Regions from separate parts of the Neogale vison genome. Here region 2 is linked to region 1. A link is a contact called in public Hi-C data. All regions are on one chromosome and are shown on one strand. The core of a region is the stretch at or near the end of the contact, and the rest is flanking DNA. Distances in the headings are between cores, read along the strand shown.

Evidence for each region. A called contact is a pair of places that touch in the nucleus more often than the background predicts.
Region 2: a contact with region 1 is called in a Hi-C map of fibroblasts, with 8 times the contacts expected there. The contact joins the promoter of ATXN7L3 here to the promoter of GPATCH8 in region 1. A contact is called at or near these places in 2 of 3 Hi-C or Micro-C datasets (fibroblasts and muscle).

What each region holds. Positions count from the first base shown.
Region 1 is chr5:18,418,472-18,424,866 of ASM_NN_V1, reverse strand. It overlaps GPATCH8 (G patch domain-containing protein 8), which reads right to left and starts at 2,868. Exons shown (of 8, transcript XM_044247769.1): 1 at 2,752-2,868. The coding sequence starts at 2,796.
Region 2 is chr5:18,687,323-18,693,717 of ASM_NN_V1, reverse strand. ATXN7L3 (ataxin-7-like protein 3) reads right to left here and starts at 2,429. Exons shown (of 13, transcript XM_044247794.1): 1 at 2,262-2,429; 2 at 792-902; 3 at 362-494; 4 at 1-146. The coding sequence starts at 842.

The sequences.
Region 1 (6,395 bases), core at 1,619-4,118:
ATGGTTTCACCTCGTTTATCACTCAAAATCTTAAAAGGAGGCCACATTTAATTTTAATAATCCAACCTTAAAATGTTTTAGATGTACTATATACAGGAGCATGCTCTTACATTTTCTCCCTAATAACTATAAATTGAAGGATATCATTAATGAAAATCAGTATTTTTTCTTATTAAAACATCCCGAAGAAATACTACTTTAAGGTTTTTTTTTTTTTAATTTATTGTAGTTGACTATTTTGAATGGATACTTTTTAGAAATGTTAGTACAGCGGCGCCGGGGTGGCTCAGTGGGTTAAAGCCTCTGCCTTCGCTCAGGTCGTGATCCCAGGGTCCTGGGATGGAGCGCAGCATCGGGCTCTCTGCTCAGCAGGGAGCCTGCTTCCTCCTCTCACTCTCTGCCTGCCTCTCTGCCTACTTGTGATCTCTGTCTGTCAAATAAATAAATAAAATCTTTTTAAAAAAAAGAAAAGAAATGTTAGCACAGGGGCATCTGGGTGGCTTAGTCGGTTAAGCATCTGCCTTTGGCTCAGGTCAGGATCCAGGCATCCTGGGATCGAGCCCCACATCGGGCTCCCCCTTTCCCTGCTTTGCTCTCTTGCTATCTCTGTCACTGTGTGTCTCTATCAAATAAATAAATAAAATTTAATAAAAAGAAACAGAAATGTTAGGGGCGCCTGGGTGGCTCTGCCTTCAGCTCAGGTCATGATCTCAGGGTCCTGGGATCGAGCCCCACCTTGGGTTCCCTGCTCAGCAAAAGTCTGCTTCTCCCTCTCCTACTCCCCTGCTTATGTTCACTCTCTCACTGTGTCTCTGTCAAATAAGTAAATAAATCTTTAAAAAAAAAAAGAAAAGAAAGAAATAGAAATGTTAGTACAATAATTTACAAAAGTTTTAACATCTTTTAGTTGTCTAAAAGGTTTTCATTCCCAGTACCCTATTCTACCCATATTAGGAGATCTGAATTTTAGAAAACCAACATTTTCCTAGCTGCAGGAGTTGGGTTATTCCAACATACAAGCAGGAAAGAAACTTAAAATACACATACTATCTTCATAGAACTACCCATCAGGTTTCAGATAAACCCAGCTAGAACATCAGAAGAGAAAGTCACCTTACTAGAAAAGGCAGAGGCTTTCTCAATTTTTTCAGGTGACAGCATTCACAATCTGCTATTCAGGTGTCAAATTCTTTCAAGGCCCTGCAAATCTGTTTAAGTCGGCTGAAATTCTGTGGTTGACAACCATTTTCCCTCATCACTTAATTGTCCATGTTATTTATTTTCAATTTTATTAGGTCACCTTGAAATTTTCTCCTCTGAAAAGCACTTGAGATTTTAATTAACAGGTCTCTTTAAAAATTACCAATAAAAGCCCACACATCTTGTAGCCTACTCACGTAGGAGCTTTAAAAAAAAAAAAAAAATCTCAGGGATCAAATGGCTATATAAGAACTGCTTCAACTTCCCTGCACCTGCACTATATTCTTAAACACGTTGAGATCCTGTATTGTGCTGCAGTTAGACAGCAGGCGCATGATCACAAGGTTTTCAACAGCCCCTTGATCCCTTACTGCTGCAAAACTTATCACAAGCGTTCCATGCACTAGACTGTTGTTGTTTAACTGCTTTGTCTGTTTATTTACCAACTCCATCATCTCAGGGAACGCAAACCCTTCAAACTGCCTTCTGAAACGTATCTAGAGTATCCCATGGAGGAAGATCTGCAGCGGGATAAAAACTTGAGTTCTGATGTTCATTCTCCTGACCCAAATTGCTGTTGCCAGGATATGCGGTAGTAATGCAGTGGTTTCTTAGGGACTCTGAGGATGTATTTTACCCTAGAAACAGCCAATCTCTACTAAATCCCTTTTAGTCGCCGAGATTTCTGCGATAACAATGCTCAACAGGAAGGTATTTTAAAACAACTGAAAGACGCGTTATTCTAATTTGGCCTTTATTTTTCCCTCGATAATAACCTGTCATCACAAGGACATTTTTCCATACAGCATTTGCAACTAAAGAAAGAAAAAAAGGAGATTCTGGAGCTAGTTCTCACGCGCTAAGGAAGTCCCTTATCATTAACGCTTCTTAAAATCTTTCGAGGGAGGATTTGGAGCTAAGCTTACAGCGACCACAGTCCTGTAACTTACTCTTTTCCAAGCATGATGAACGGCCTAATAACAGCAACATTTACGCCTAGAGAAATCTCAATGTTTGACCAACCAAGGAGGCGGCCGATAACTCAAGGATCCTTTTACCATGGGAAGAAATGGAAAGCACACAATGAAAGGGGTTTATCACACTGAGGATAGACGAAGGACGACCCGAAGAAGAGCCGTGCGAGCAAATCCCAGAAATTCGGAAGCCCTGGTCTCAGCAACACCCGCCCGAAGCCCTCCCAACCCATCCCTCTTTTCCCCCCGGGAGCCCGCCCGGCGCCTTCACAGGCCCGGCGCACCCGAGGGGAGCACCGTCCCCAGTCTGCGGCCCAACCAGGCTTCCGAAACCCGCCCGAGCAGGCCGAAGCTGCAAACCCGGCGGCCTGAGCTTAACTGGTAAGAGAATACGAGGTGAGCGGAGATGCGGCCTCGCCTCAAGCTGGGAGGCCCCTGGAGGAATTGGAGGCGGGAGAAGAGCAAGCCAGTTCGTAAGCCGGAGCAGAGCTTGGAAGGAAAAGAACTAGGAGCGGGGAATGAGGACGTCCCGGCTCCGCCAGCGCCTTCCCGGATTCTCGGCGACGCCCGTGTTTACCTGAAAGTCTCGATCCTCGTTGAAGCGGGAGAAGCGGTCCGCCATTTTGCCGCCTTCACTCCTCTCAGGACGACGCTCTCCGGTTCGCTCCTTCCCTCCCGCGACACCCGCCCCCTCGCTCCCCTCCCCAATTCCCCGCCTCCTCCCACGCCCACCCGGCGCGCGCAGGCGAGGGAGGGAGGAAGCAAGAAAGCGCGTCTGGAAGGGAGTCCCGTCGGCGCAAGCGCCTTTCAGCCCTGGAGGCGGAACCTTCCCTTAAATCCCCTCTCCGCTCGCGGCCCAGAGCGACCCCGACGGCAGCGCGTGCGCACTCGCGCCGGAGAGCGCCAAGTGCTTCCGGAGAGAAAGGTTACAAGGGCGCAATACGCTTACGTCGGGATGTTTTCCACCTGCTGGTTTCCCCGACTAGGGTGTATTTTCTTGCCCTCTCATCTCCGTGTGTGTGCAGAAGTCCATTCTCTGCTTTATTCACTGAATAGCAATATAATGCAGTGGTTGAAAGCGCGGGTTTTGGAGCCAGACTACTTCGATTCCCAGTTTGCTCTGAGGATTAAATGGCAAACGAGACAGAAAGACCCCTTTTCTCATGAGGCTTACGTTCCGGCGGGGGGATGTCAGATACATAGTAAAAATAATTATGAGTGTTAGGAAAAATAAAACAGCACAGTTATGAGACCTCTGAAATGACCTTTGGCCTTTGAGGAAAAGCAAGGGGCAAGGCTCCCCACACACACATCCCTGCAGCTTTCAAGCAAAGGGAACTTTAGACTCACACGCCCCTCGACTGCTAAGAGTTTCCATTTTTAGGATATTATTAGAGTATTTTTTCAAGAGACCGAAGTTGATCCAAATCAACTAAAGCTCTCTGGCTTTCAGTTTCCTTTTATAAAATAAGGAAATTGAATGTAATAATCTCTACTGCCACAGACCCATCAATGACTGTGGGTTATGATTCAGACTTTTCCATCCTATGGTTTTCCTGTGGACCCCACCCAGCCCTCCCGCTCCCTCAGCCAAAATATATAAAACAGGTAGGAGGGGGTATGAGGACTTCCCTGCTTTTGAAGAGAGTAGTTGACAGAAATCACAAAATGGAAAATAGCCCTTATGCTACCCTGAGACAGTCAAGTGGAATGTAAATTTTGGGAAGGATGTGTATCTTCTATTCCTTTGTTACCCTCTGCCTCATCAAACCCCAGTCCAAGCAGAATACAATTGTAAGCAGTGGAAAGAACTCTGAGAGGAAGAACACAGACTGTAAACATTGTAAAGAGATTGAGGGTATATGTGGCAGATTGAATCAACATGGATACACATGAGGCATTTACCTCCTCTCCCTCTCTCAGCCCTACTAAGATGACAGTAAAAGGATGAGAAGGGTGAACACCTGGGTGGTTCAGTTCGTTGAGGGCCTGACTTCTGCTCAGGTCATGATCCCTCTGGGGCCTGGGATCAAGCCCCCATCAGGCTCCCTGCCTGGCCAGGAGTCTCCTTCTCTCTCTCTTCTGCATTCCCCCTGCTGGTGCTCTCTGCCTCTATCTCTGGCAAATAAATAAATAAAATATTTTAAAAATAAATAAATAAAAATAAAATCTTAAAAAAAAAAAAAAAAACAACTTGAGGGGGCCTGGGCTGTTGGAGGGGGTCCTGGAATTGAGCCCGGCATTGGGCTCTCTGCTCAGCGGGGAGCCTGCTTCCTCCTCTTTCTGCCTGCCTCTCTGCCTGGTGATCTCTGTCTGTCCAATGGATAAATAAAATCTTAAAAAAAAAAAAAAAAAAGAGGGGCGCCTGGGTGGCTCAGTGGGTTAAGCCGCTGCCTTCGGCTCAGGTCATGATCTCAGGGTCCTGGGATCGAGTCCCGCATCAGGCTCTCTGCGCAGCAGGGAGCCTGCTTCCCTCTCTCTCTCTGCCTGCCTCTCTGTCTACTTGTGATCTCTGTCAAATAAACAAATAAAATCTTAAAAAAAAAAAAAGAAAGAAGGAAGGAAAGGAAAAAAAAAAAAAAAGAAGAACATCTTGGAACCTGGAGAGCACAGATAAATGGAAATGACTTTAGTAGAATAGAGAAAACAACGTCCTAGAGTGGGAAAGCTGGGAAACAAGTTGACTGAGGCTAAGGTGTACCACAAAAATTCAGGAATTGGAATCACTAGGTATCAAGATGAAGAAGTAGATGGAGGTTGAAAACAGGACTTGTTACAAGGCACTTTAGAGAGCAGTAAAACGCTAAACCCCTTTTCCCACCCAGGTAGTAAACTGGAGGGTTCTCCTCTGAAAAGACTAAACAAAGAGACTCTTTTAATGTATCTGGCACAGATAAGGAAATAGATACCATGCTGTAAATGGGAAGGTTTGGTAAAAGCTAACATTCTGGTTGGAGGCAGGCTTCTTCCGGCTCAGTGGGAAAAAACCTACACATACCAAAAATAGGACTGGAGTCTCCCCAACTTACAAAGGTCATGTTCCAGTCCAGATATCCCACAGAAAAGTCCGTCATTCCAGAAGCCCTAACCACACACAGCTTCCACTCAGCTCTTATGTATGAATGTATGCCAAAAATAACCAGACATTGGTAGAAACCTGTGAGACAGAAACACCCCACCCCAAAACAAAGCAAAACAAAATTAAAAAACAGCAAGTGGAATTCAGAGGAACCAGAAATAATGGAAATAATAGAAGAAGCCATCAAAAGAATTATAATCAATATCCACAGAGATAGGAGATTACCTCAGGAAATAAGGACAACAGGAAGCATCGGATGCCAAAAAAGAGAAAAGAATATTCAGAGATTAAGAAGTAACTTTGGGGGGGCGCCAGGATGGCTGTCCTTAGCGTCTGCCTTTGGCTCAGATCATGACCCCAAGGTCCTAGGATCGGGCCCAAGTTCAGGCTGCATGCTCAGCAGGAAGCCTGTTTCTCCCTCTCTCACTCCCCCCAATCGTGTCTCTGACAAATAAATAAATAAAATCTTTAAAAAAGAAAAAACAACTTTTGAAAGTTAAAATGTCTTAAGCAGAAATGAAAAATTCAATAGAAGGGTTAGGAAACAAAATGGCAAGAAATCTCCCAAAAAAACAATAAAAAGACACCCTAGTCCAAGCCACCTTTACTTTCTCCTTAATCACGGCAAGAGCTCCTAAGTGTTCTCCTTCCACCCTGACCCCCTACAGTAGTCAGAGGAACTATGGTGATCCTGTTACAAGGTCAGTTAGATTACATAAGTCCTCTACTGCAACCCTCCAGTGGTTTTGCCTGTCATTCACACTAAAAACCATCATCACCTCACCTCTCAGACCTTATTCCTCTCTGTCCACTGTGTCCCTTCTCTCTGGGCACACTGACCTGCTATACCTTGATCCCAAAGGCCTGCTCCTGTGTCAGCCTGCCCCACTTAGGGGCTATGTATATGTTGTTCTTGCTGCCTCATTCTTTCCCAGATATCCACCCATGTGGCTTGCCCCCTCACCCTCTGGTCTTTCCTTGAATATTAATTTCTCAGTAAGATCTTCCCTGATCACCCTGTTTAAAATCACAGAGTTCAGGGGCACCTGGGTGGCTCAGAGGGTTAAGCTTCTGCCTTTGGCTCAGGTTGTGATCTTGGGTTCCTGGGATTGAGCCCCACATCGAGCCCCACATCAAGCCCC
Region 2 (6,395 bases), core at 1,180-3,679, 270 kb before region 1:
CCGGCCCATCCCCAGGCACTTCTCCAGATGGGGAGCGAAGCGGGAGGCAGCGATACTGCGACTGCAGTTGGGGCAGACACACTCCTTGCTCTTCCACTGGTTGAAAACCTGTCCAAAGATGTCCAACCCCGGCTGGTCCACGATCTCTGGGGACAGGAGAGGCGTGGCGATCAGGGCAGGCGGGGGACCTCTTGTTTCCTGCCCATGGCCCCGTGGCCTTTTGAAACCACCCCCACTCCCTCTACCACCGAAGCTTGCAGCAGCTCTAGGGGCTACATCTGGTCCAGCTGCCAAAGAAGGGACTTCCAAGGATCCCCGGGGGGCAGGGGCTGGACAGCTCTCCTTCAACCCTGAAGCTCACCAAAATCCTTCATGCTATCAGGGTCCGTGTCGTCCAGGAAGAAGTAGCCACACTTGACAGCCCGGTGCACCTCGAAGCAGAATCCCAAACAAGAATCCTCAACCAGGTCCGCGTATATCTCCTGAGCGATGGCCTGGGCCCAGGGGAGAACGTCCGCGGTCAGGAAGAGTCACAGTCCCCTGGACTGAGAGCAACTCTCACCAACCACATCTACCCATTCGCCCTGGCCCCAAATCATGCTTTCTTCTGCCATTTTCCCCATCTTGACTTCGCGTCCTTTCTTCTTCCGGATCTTTGGGCCTTCTCGGCTGGCTATTCCCTTTAAGGAACCAGGCTGACTACCCCAATTCCTCTTTGGTGTGAATGCCAGATACAGCGGCGTAGAGACGCCCAGAGAAAGAACTAGAGGCACGCGTGGGGCAGCCCTCACCTCTAGTTTGCTGTTATCCAGGCCAGACAAAGACATTTCCTCCATTTTCATTTGTAAACTCTTGTGGAGACGGCGCTCTGACTGCTCATAGCACAGCGGGCGGCAACACGGCTGCACACACGGGGGTGGGGGGTTCTGGTGTGAGGCCAAGGCACCTCTGAAGACCGCCACCTCCCCTCTGCACCTCGCTGCCCAGAGCCTAATCCTGGCATCAGGATCTACCCCTCCCCAAGGCCCAGGCTCACTGAGTCTGGATGGTCCTTCAGGGCCTGAAACCCCAAGGCGGCCTAGTCCTTCCCAGGGCTGAACTCGGGCCCTGGACTCTGCTACCAGACAAAGTCTGGGTCTATGGGAGGCAGCAGCTCACCCCAGGTCCCCCAAACTCAAACCCCTCTTCCATACCCATGGTGCAATGCAGCAGGGGGAGGAGAAGGAACTCTAAGGCCTCAAAGCAAACCCACAGGGTGTGGCAAAGAACTGCACAGACTCCTAAATGCACCCCCCCCTTCCCTAGGCTCTCCTCAGAGTCACCTCTGCTTTCAGCCAGGATGTCCACTTGGGGGGGTACTGCTACCAGAAGTAGGAATGGCCCTAGAACCCTACAACCTTCACCCCACTCTGTCTTCCCTTGAAATAAGCCTGTGACTACAGCAGGGGAACAGAGCCCACAGAAACCGAGAGCTGAAGGAGCCTTTCCAGCCACCATGATCAAGAAGAGGGGGTAGAGCCCGCCTGGGATGGCATGCCGGGAGTGGGCACTCCCCTTACCTGTTCTTCTTTTAGATAACCACCCTCCCTCCCTCAGGACCAGCCCGGAAGTCTCTCCAAGAGCCCCAAAGTCCAGGAATCCCCACCAAAGGAATCAGAAACAGCGCCCACAGTCCGGGGCCCCTCTGAACGGTGGGTACGAGTTTAAGGAGCTGCCGGCCTAGAGTGGGGTGGGGACTGACAAATGAGCCAGGGGCACTGGGGAGGGTAGGAGGCCGGGCCTCGGCTCTTCCCCCGTCCCTGCGGCACTGCTGCTGCATCATACCGACTGGGGGGAGGAGAGCCGAGCCGCCCGAGGCCGGCGCCGGTCCGGGACAGTCCGACCCCTAGAGAGTGGGCAGAGTGGGACGCGTCCCGGCCCCTCTCCTTCCCCGCCCGCCGACAGCCCCAGCCGGCCAGGGAGAGGAGTCCGGGAGGGTGTCTCTATTGTCCCGGGGGCTGGGGCCTGGCTCCCTAACAAAGGCCCCGCGCCCCCTCCCCGGCCGGCCCTGCCCCGCCCAGGGGGGACCCAGACAGGGGGAGAGCTGGGGGCCCCGGCCGGGCCGGGAAGCCGGGGGAAGCCGGGCGTTTCCGCGTCGGCCCGGGGGGAGGGGAAGGGGCGCTGACCCAGACCTGGGGGGAGGGGGCCCAAGCCCCGCCTCGGGCCCCGCCCCCCGCCCCCCGCAGGCCCCTCCCCCGTCCCCGTCTCCGTCCCGTACTCACCCCGCCCGGGGGGCCGCGCCGGGGCCCGGCGGCCTCTCAGGGCCGCGTCCTCCGGCGGCGGCGGCGGCGGCGGCTGCTCCGGAGCCCCATGTCCGTCGGTCCGTCCTCGCCTCTCCCCGGGGCCCAGGGCCCGGGGCCGGGGGGTCGGGCCGCCCCCCCGCCTCGCCGCCTCACCGGGCGGCCATGGCCCCTTCCCCTCCCTTCTCGTCCCGTCGCCGCCTCCTCCTCCTCACCTCACCCCGCCCGCGCGCAGTCCGCGCGCCGTCCGCGCGCCCCTCCCCCCGCCCCCCACTCCAGCCCGCCTCTCCCGGGCGGGGGGTGCGGCGCGAGCCCGGAGCGCGCGCGCGTGCCGCGACCGGAGGATGGATGGATGGAGCGAGCGAGAACGCGAGCGTGCGCGCGCGCGCCCCTCTCCCCCTCCCTCCGCGCGGGCGCGAGGCCAAGCGCGAGCGCGCTCCAACCTCCTCCTCTTCCTCCTCCCGCCCCTCTTCAACACCCCGCCCCCGCCCTCCCTTCCTCTTCCTTCTTTCGCTTTCGCGCGCCCAGCGACTGCTCGCGCCTGCTAGAAGGGCCCGAGCGCGTGCATCTGCCCCGCGGCCGCAGCTCGGCAGCATTTGCTCCAGGGGGCGGGGACCGGGCGGGGAGGAGGGGCGCCACGCCGCCGTCCAAAGTACCGGCGGACGGGGACGGGGGCGGGGAGATGGGCGGGGCTTTCGGGAGCCACCTCGGCCAATCGCCATCTCGCCTCGGTCCGGCCGGTCCAATAGGATAGCGGTGGGTGGAGCGACGTTCAAGGTGAGGTGCGCGGTGCGCTGGGGGCGGAGACGTTGTGCCGTCCCGGCCGGCTCCGGGGCGGGGGCAGCGGGTGGCGTCGAAAGAGAGCGCCGGCTCCCAGCCGAGCCTGGGACGCCTTCCGGCCCAGGATCCCCCGCCCTTCCCTCGGGGCTCCCGGCTCTTCTCCCCCACCCCCCAACTCCGCCCCCGCCCCCGGCGCCCCCACTCCGGCATTTACCCCGTAGCGTGCAGCCACTTCTCTGAAGAGGCCGGAGTTGAAGTGGGGATCTGTTAGCACCTCAGGGCAGAAAACCTATGGAGCCAAAGGGGCTCGTCCGAGCCTCCGTTCCCCTGTTTCTGGGCGGGTCTCAGCCCACTCCAGGCCTGCGAGCCAACGAACGCCCGAGATGAGGGTCCTCTGCTGAGGGCGGAGGCCGAGCTGTGCCCTTCTGAGCCGAGCGCCCTCCTGGCGCTCAGACTAATTTAGATCCCACACCTGCTTGGCTTTCCTGCTTCCGGAACCCACGCTGGACCCCCCACCTCTCGGACAGTCTGCCTGGCACTGGCCAGACCCTTCCCCCGACCCTGCGCCACCCCCCTGGGTGTGCCCATATCCGCGCGCTCTCACGGTCCCCCTTTACCTTCTGGAGGAAAAGGCCGCAAGCGATGCCCAGACTGGCGCTTCTATTTCGGTTATTCTCTGGGTCTGGTGTGTTGGAACGGGGGTCTGACAGCCCTCTTGCCCTAGTAGAGGGGGTTAAAGGAGGGAAGTCTTAAATATTACACTTGGGGATCATTCTTGGCTTTTGGTCTTAAGCAAACATATATTGTGGCAATGGTCCTAAGTGGTTAAGACCAGGAATCAAATTTGAATTTAAATATGCAGACCTGGCAAATAAACTTGGGCAAGTGAGCTCTCTGTTGCCTCAGTTTACTCTGTTGTCACCGGGTATAATGATAGTACGTATCTCATTAGGTTGTTGTAAGGACTGACAAGTCAGTGCATGTGAAACTCTTAGCTCAGTGTAAGTGGTTTATAAATTTTAGCTGTTATTCGTAAGTGCTCTAAGAATTCTTAACAGTGCCCTGTGCTAGGATGCAAAGATGAAATAAGACAGTTGTGCTTCCTCAAGAAGTTCACAAATTTGTCTGGTAGACAGAACTGTAGGAAAATAATTGCCAAACACTGTGTTAAAAATGAGAGAGAGGGCTCCTGGGTGGCTCAGTCAGTTAAGCGTCTGACTTAGGCTCAGGTCATGATCCTGGGGTCCTGGGATTGAGACCTGTCTACCTCCCTGCTAAGTGGGGAGTCTGCTTCTCCCTCTGCCCTTCCCCCTCTCCTGCTTGCTCGCTCTCAAATAAGCAAAATCTTAAAAAAACAAAAACAAAAAACACAAGAGAGATGCACAGGGGATGGGGTGGCCAGGACAACAGATAAAATGATGTAAGAGAGTTGGTCAGTAACAGCTTCTTGTAGTGGGAGATGAACCAGTTCAAGGCAGACCAGGAAGGTGCTACAATCCCAGACAGTAAGCTTCAGGAGTATGCTTCAGTTTGGGGCCCTGGCTGGAACATAGGAGCGGGTGGGGAAGCAGCAGGTGAGCAGGTCAGACCATGCAGGACTAAAGATGTGCTGAGTAATAAGGGCTTTAGACCTAAAGGCCATGAGGAGTCCTCAAGAGGAACCATTTGATCAGTCTTGAATTTTAAGTAGATCATTCTAGCATGCTGAGTCTGTAGATTTCATTCATTCATTCATTCATTTGAGGTCCGGGGTGGGGGTGGGGAGAGTACAAGCAGGGGGAGTGACAGAAGGAGAGGAAGAAGCAAGTTCCTGCTGAGCAGGGAGTCCGATGTGGGGCTCAATCCCAGGACCCTGGCATCATGACCTGAGCCGAAGGTAGGTGCTTAACCAACTGAGCCACCCAGGCGCCCCGAGTCTGTAGATTTTTGTTACCAATCAAGGCTTGTGAGGTAAAGGACAAAGAAACCCTGAAAATACCTTTAACCAAGATGGGGACCTCAGAGGAGGAGATATGAGGATATAAGAAGAACAAGTTCAGTTTGGTGTATGTTGTAGGTACTGTGGGACCAGCTAGTGGAGACTCTCTGAAGGTCACTGAAGTGAGAGGCCAGGCCTTCAGGAAACTCCAGTATGTGAATCAGGAATTCTCAACTCTGATGATGCTGCTCTGTTTCTCAGTCTTTAAATACACCCAGTATATCTGCCCTGAGGGATTGACACATGTGCAGGAAGCCTTCCTGTCTCCTCTCTGTTTACCTAAATTCTTCCTACCCATGGCCATCCTCACACCAAACTCCTTTACAAGTGGATTGTTCTATTCATCCGGCCTTCGGCCTGGGCTGCTTCTGCGGTGATGGCCTCTTTGGGAACCTGCCCAGTGTCCACAGTTAGCATCAGTCAGTCAATAAACACTAAGGACTGTGCTGGTCTGGGCTCTGGGTGAGGCCCTGGGGTTTCAGCAACGAGCCAGAGAGACACACAGACCTTGTCCTACTGGAGTTTACACCCCAGCAAAGCCTGATGTGGATGAAACAAGACCAACTGTGAAGGCATCCAGACTGCTGAAGAAACAAATAGCATGATCTTTTTGTCAAGAGGTCAGAGAAGACCAGCCCCCAACCCACCCCAGAAGAAGTGATCTTTTCAAGGGAGCCCTGAATTAACTAAGCAATGAGGTGAAAAGGAACATTCAAGGCAGAGGGAATGGTTATGTGTATAGACAGAACGAGGCCCTGGAAGAGACTGCGGTGTGTTTTGAGACATGGAGAGTTAGTAGAGCTGGGTTCGTGCAGAGGCCAGCATGGGCAACGGATGCCCCAGGACCTTGTAAGCCATACTTATTCACTTATTCAACAAACGTTTCTTGAGTGTCAAATGTATACCAGGCAATTTAGGTGCTGGGATTGCTGTAGTAGACAGATAAGGTGTCTTCTACTCAAGGAGGTAGACAGCAAACAAGTAAAAAAATACAGAAACAAAGATGTAGGAGGAGGCCTCATTAGAAAGAGTTGTTAGGGAAGGCCTGTCTGTGAGGTGACATTTGAGCTGAAACCTGAAGGATGAGAAAACCAGCTGTGTGTAGACTTGAAGGATTAGCATTTGGAGCAGGAAGAACAAGTACAAAGGCCCTGTGGTAGGCAGGTTTGAAGACCAAAAGAGATCCCTCGGCTGGATCGCTGTGAGTGATTAGAAAGAGCAAGATGAGAGAAGGTGGGAGATGGAAAGCAGGGGCCAGGCCTCACAGAGTCATGAAAGTTGTTAGTCAGTACAGAAGTAATCAGATTTCTTTTCATTTTGATTATTTTTTTTTAATTTTTAATTCATTTACTAAGCTG